2 separate regions of the Sus scrofa genome follow, and region 1 is linked to region 2. A link is a contact called in public Hi-C data. All regions are on one chromosome and are shown on one strand. Each heading gives the region's core, a stretch centred on a gene start, on an enhancer-like site or on the middle of the called end of the contact. The rest is flanking DNA. Distances are from core to core; before and after follow the strand shown. Region 1 holds the start of EFNA2 (ephrin-A2). Region 2 holds the start of C2H19orf25 (UPF0449 protein C19orf25 homolog).

What was found. Hi-C and Micro-C count contacts between places; a contact is called where the count stands out from the background.
Region 1: a Hi-C map of liver shows a contact between it and region 2, with 4 times the contacts expected there. The contact joins the promoter of EFNA2 here to the promoter of C2H19orf25 in region 2. A contact is called at or near these places in 3 of 47 Hi-C or Micro-C datasets (liver and retroperitoneal adipose tissue) and 1 of 2 datasets of contacts at active chromatin or transcription factors (alveolar macrophages).

Annotation. Positions count from the first base shown.
Region 1 is chr2:77,178,557-77,181,256 of Sscrofa11.1, forward strand. It overlaps EFNA2 (ephrin-A2), which reads right to left and starts at 1,380. Exons shown (of 4, transcript XM_005661390.3): 1 at 1,032-1,380. The coding sequence starts at 1,123.
Region 2 is chr2:76,997,677-77,000,376 of Sscrofa11.1, forward strand. It overlaps C2H19orf25 (UPF0449 protein C19orf25 homolog), which reads left to right and starts at 1,306. Exons shown (of 2, transcript XM_003353978.4): 1 at 1,306-1,690. The coding sequence starts at 1,561.

The sequences.
Region 1 (2,700 bases), core at 130-2,629, 180 kb after region 2:
GAAGATGGGGTCCCCCAAGTCCGGCGAGGGAAGTCAGGGCTGCACGATTTCTGAGGGTGCCAGCAAGGATCCCCAAACTCCGGGACTGGCGGCGCTCTGGGGCACGCCGGGCGCCCAGTCTCCCAAATCTGCAGGCGGTGGGGCGCCCTGGGGGGAGATGCACGCGGAGCAGGAGTCCCCCAAACTCCGGGGGCCAGAACTCCCGGGGGATCCCGTGGGAAGCGGGAGCCCCCACTCCGCGGGCAGCGCGCAGGGACGCTCCGTGCCCAGGGCGGGAGACCAGGCTGAGGTGGAGCTCCCGGGGTCTCCCAGCGCCCGGTCCCCGCCCGTAGCCACGCTCACCTGGGGTTACTGCGGTTCCAGTAGACAGCGTAGCGGTCCGAGTTGGTGCGGGCGGCGTCCTCCGCGCGCGCTAAGGGCGGCGGCGGCGGCAGCGGCAGCAGCAGCAGCAGCAGCAGCAGTGGCAGCAGCGGGCGCTGCGCGGGCGCCATGGCCCCGGTCCGGCCGCCGCGCTCCCCTGGCCGCCGCCTGCCGGCCGTCTCCGCCTCCTCCGCCGCCGCCGAGCGGGCGGGCACAGGGCGGGCGGGAGGAGGGCGCGCCGGCGCTTGGAGATCCCCAGCCGCCCCCGCCTGGGCGCGCGCGACCTCGGGCGCCGAGAAGTCAGGCGGCGGCAGGCGGGGCGCCGGGGTCGCCCCGGGCGCCGGCCCGGCCGCGCGGACTCTGAGAGCGCGGGCCGTCGCCGCCGCACCCGCCGGGGAGGGGCTGGGGCTCCGGCCTTTGTCCCGCCCGAGCGCCGGGAGGGCCGCGGGCGCCCCCTCCTGCCGTGCCCCGGACACACGGGGGCTGGGCGGGGGGCTCCAGCCGCAACCGCGCCCTCGCCCCTCCACCCCCGCCCCAGTCTAATGGTCCGGATGAGTACCCCACCGCGGCCTGCCCACCTCCGCAGGGGCCAACCCCAGCCACCAACTCTGCGGGGGCGCGCCCCCGTCATCACGCGGGCCTAGCCCAGGGTGTCGGAGTCCCTCACTCACCTCCATTCAAGCCACCAAGTGGTCTGCAACGCCAGGCCCCAAGCAAGGAGTAGAAGGCACAAAGATGGCTCGCCCCGTCTCACCTCCTTCATTCAAACCCAGACCCCAAAATCCTAAACCAGGCCGAGGGGATGCTGTGACACTTCACCCAGCCTGGGGAAGAGTTTTGTGGTGGGGCTGACCTTAAGTCCAAAGCCAACAGCCACTGCTGTCTCCCAGGGCAGTCACTTCTCCTCTCTGAGTCTCTGTTTCCTCAACTAGGAAGTGAAACAGGAATCCTGACCTCACTCCCTAAGGGAGCCAGACAAATAGTGGGTGCCCAATATTCCCAGCAGCCTACAGTGGGGTCGAGGCCAACAGCAGTCAGGAGCATGGGGAGTCTGAGGGGGCAGAGGACAGGAAGGGCACCAGGCAGGGGCCAGAGTGTATGACCTGTTCAGGGAACTGGCACTTCTGTGGGTGCTGGCTGTGTGCAAAAACTGGGGGCCCGGCCTATTTTTCTCCTTACTCATGCCATTGTCTGCCTCACCAGATTCTGAGTTTGTGGAGGTACACTGTCACCAAGTGCTGACTGGAAAGCGCCAGTGGCGCCCAGCCAGATTTTACCTCTCTGGGTTTGTTTCACACTCTCAGGGCTGGCACAGGGTCTGAGAGCCAAGAGCTGGAAGGTTTCTGGGTGATGGATTATGTAAACTCCTCGAAGGAACCTAGAGAGGCCAGAGACTGGCAAAGTAAGCTTCACCTCAGTGAGGCAGGGCAGCAGATGACCCATCCCAGCCCCACACCTCCTACATGTTGTGGGCATGTGCTCTGAGCGTCATCCTCCCCACACTGAGCCCTCTGCTTGGTCTGAGTCCTGCCTGGGAGTCCTTCCATTCTCTTCCTTCCAGGTCTGTCCTCCTTGTGCTTCAGCTACCCCTCCTCCAGGTTCTCTGTCCTCTGCCATCCAGGGAACTCAGCCCATCGGTCTGGGGTGTTCCAGCTTCCAGGTCTTGCTGGTCCTCTGACTATAGGAGGCCAGATCTGAAGTCCCAAGGGAGGGTGGGAGCCTACCCCCCCAAGTGGTGGACGGGGCAGCCCCAGGAGGCCAGGAGAGGACCAGAACTGGTCCAGGGTCACGTGGCAAGGCCTTAAAAAGACTCTCTGGACACTGCTGGACTGAGGGCCTGGGGCTCCCAGCAACTCAGGTCGGGTTTGGCCCAGGCTGGCTAGTCTGGCTCTCGGGGGAGTGATGGGGCAGCCACTCTGGGAGGCCAGCTCTCTGCAATGGAGGCTCGCGGCTGGGCCCAGAAAGAGGGGCTGTGAGCTCAGGATGCCAGGCCTGGCCCAACCCAGTGTTCCTGCCTGCAAAGGAGGCCTTTTGGAAGCTCTCTCTGCCCCCTCCCACGCTGTGGGACCTCAGAGCCCGGCAGGGGTCTCATGTCACACCCAGCAGAGCTTGGGCCTGCAGAGCTGGGGGAGCCAGAAGGGCACACTGGGCGGGGGATGCCCCAGCAAAGGCCCGGGGTGGTTCGGCTCATTTGCATGCAGGGGCCACCAAGGCGAGAGCCGCCACCACCGCTGCCGCCGAGCGGATTTGAGCAGAAGCTCCGTTTTCCTTCTGTTCTTGTCTCTCTCTCAAGGTCAGAGCCGGAGCAGGGACAGGAACAAAGGCGCACGTCCCCCATTC
Region 2 (2,700 bases), core at 56-2,555:
AGGTGGGTAAGGGAGGAGACAGCCATCTGCTCTCCTAGACCTGCCTGCATGCCTAGAGTCCCACCCAGCTCTGCCCAGCTCTGGAGTTAGGCCTGAAGTGGTGTCTGGCTCTGCAAATCCAGGCTGCGTGTCCAGAGGCACCTGGCTGCCTTCTCAGAGCCTCCGTAGCCATCCTGTGCAGCAGCATGAAGTCTGGCACCTGCCTCACCAAATACTCTTGAGGGTCAAGAGGTAATTTTCCCACCTGGCACACAGTAAATGCCCAAAACATGCCAGCTTGGGGCAGTCACTTTGGGAAATAGGTCCATAGTCAGTTAAACATAGAGTTACCATATGACCTAACAGTTCTGCTCCTAAGTATGTACCCAAGAAAACTAAAGACACATTCACACAACACTTGTAAGAATGTTCACAGCAGCATGATTCACAGCAGACAAAATATGGAAACAACATTGTTGGATGATGGGCAAACATTATATGGTCCCTTCATGCACAGGAGCATCCCTCAGTCATGAAAGAGAGAGAAGCACCGACACTGGCTGCCATGTGAACGGACCTTGAGACCACGATGCTCAGAGAAAGGCACACTTGTGTGATTCCATGAATGTGATACGCCAAGAACAGACAAATTCATAAACATAGTGGATTGTTAAGGGATGGGGTGATGAGGATGAGGGAATGTTCTGGCTTTAGACTGCGGTGATGGTTGCACAACTTCTCTGTCTTTCTGTCTGTCTCTCTCCTATATATATTCCAAAACCATTGAATTGTACACTTTAAGCAGGTGGACTTTATAGTATGTAAATTATATAAAGCTGTTTAAAAACGCCCTCCTTGGGCTCTGTGGTGGTCTTCAGTCCTAGCCAAGAGGCGGGGGCCAAGATCACCCTCCAGAGCTACGGCCCCACCCAGGTAGGGAGGGGGTTTTAGACAAGGGAGAGGCAACCTTGAGAGGGATCCCGGAGGTTGGCCACCTCGCTGGGAACTGGTGGCCCGCTACGTGGTGAGAGACTGCACCGTAAATTTGTTGCTACGACAGCCACGTAGATTGAGGACTGCGTCTCCCTTTTGCAAAAAACCGGGCTTCAGATGCTTTGTTAGGCAGAGAGAAGAGCCGGGAACAGGACCCTGCGCCCACCCCTCGGGGGAGAGGCTGAAGTCTCATCCTTTCTGGTTCTGGTCCAATCGTTTCTTCGATCGCACCAGAACCCTGGAGGGAGCGGCCTCTTTAAGGGGGCGTGGCTTTCACGAGCCGGGGAGGATCCGGCCGGAAGCGTGTGTCTCTTGCGAGTAGGGTGGGACTGTACCGTGACCGGAAGCGGAAATGGTCGGTCGGCCGCGGAGGCGGTGCAGGTGAGTTGGCGCTGGCGGCAGCAGCCTCAGCGGGAAACTGAGGCTTGAGTGAAGGGGAACGCTGAAGCCCCTGGCTCCGTGTTGTTCAGCCCTTGGGAGGATCAGGGCAGGAAGGGCTTCGCCAGGAGCGGGGAACTGGAGCGTGTGTAGAAATTCGTTGGGCGCGAGGAACAACCCCGTCAACACTTCCTTCTCCGGTCTACCGGGATGAGCTCCAAGACCAAGAAGCGCGTGGTGCTGCCCACCCGCCCGGCGCCCCCTACAGTGGAGCAGATCTTGGAGGACGTGCGGGGGGCCCCTGCCGAGGACCCCGTCTTCACCGCTCTGGCTCCTGAAGGTAGGGGAGAGGCGACCCCGAGAGGCCAGCAGGAAGGGGTGGGGAAAAGTACCTGGCTGCTTTTAAGACAGAAGGGCAGAGTTCAGTATTCAGGACAGAAATTATCTAGCCCTGAAATGCCAAAAATACTTGCATCTGGCCTTTTGCAGAAAAAGTGTGTCCGCCCCTGTTCAGAAGATGGAAGCAGATCCGTGACTTCAGGGTTGGGCATACAGTTGTAGGGTGAATTTTGTGTTCTGCTCTATGAGGTTCATTATTCATTCAACAAACTTTCATTGAGGAGTGACCCCTCGTGGTTCAGCGGTTAACGAACCCAACTAGGATCCATGAGGATGCCGGTTTGATCCTTGGCCTCGTTCAGTGGATTAAGGATCCGGCGTTGCTGTGAGTTGCAGTGTAGGTCGCAGACGCAGCTCGGATCCTGTGTTGCTGTGGCTGTGAGGTAGGAGGGCAGCTGCAGCTCAGATTTGACCCTTAACCTGGGGACTTCCATATGACACGAGTGAGGCCCTTAAAAAAAAAAAAAAAAGCAAAGAAACAAACCTTCATTGAGACCGTATTATGGGCCGGAATCTGTTCTAAGCACTGAGGTGGAAAAACGAACAAAAAGATTAAAGTGTCTGCCTTGCTCCATTCTAGTGGGTATTGACATTCAGTATAAGGCTTGTGGGACTCTAGAAGATGAGAATAGGAGTTCTCGCTGTGGCACAGTGGGATAGGCAGTGTCTCTGCAGTGCCAAGACTCAAGTTTGATCCCTGGCCCAGCACAGCGGGTTAAAGGATTCTGCGTTGCCACAGCTAGGACATAGTAGCATCTGCAGCCTGGATCTGATCCCTGACCTGGGAACTTCCATATGCTACTGGTGTAGCCATTAAAAAAAAGAAAAAAATTCAGTTCTTTGTTACACGTGGCCACATTTCAAGTGCTCAGCAGCCCGCTTGTGCCAGCTGCTGCATTGGATAGCTACATTGGAGGATATTTCCATCACCTGGAATGTTGCGATTGAGAG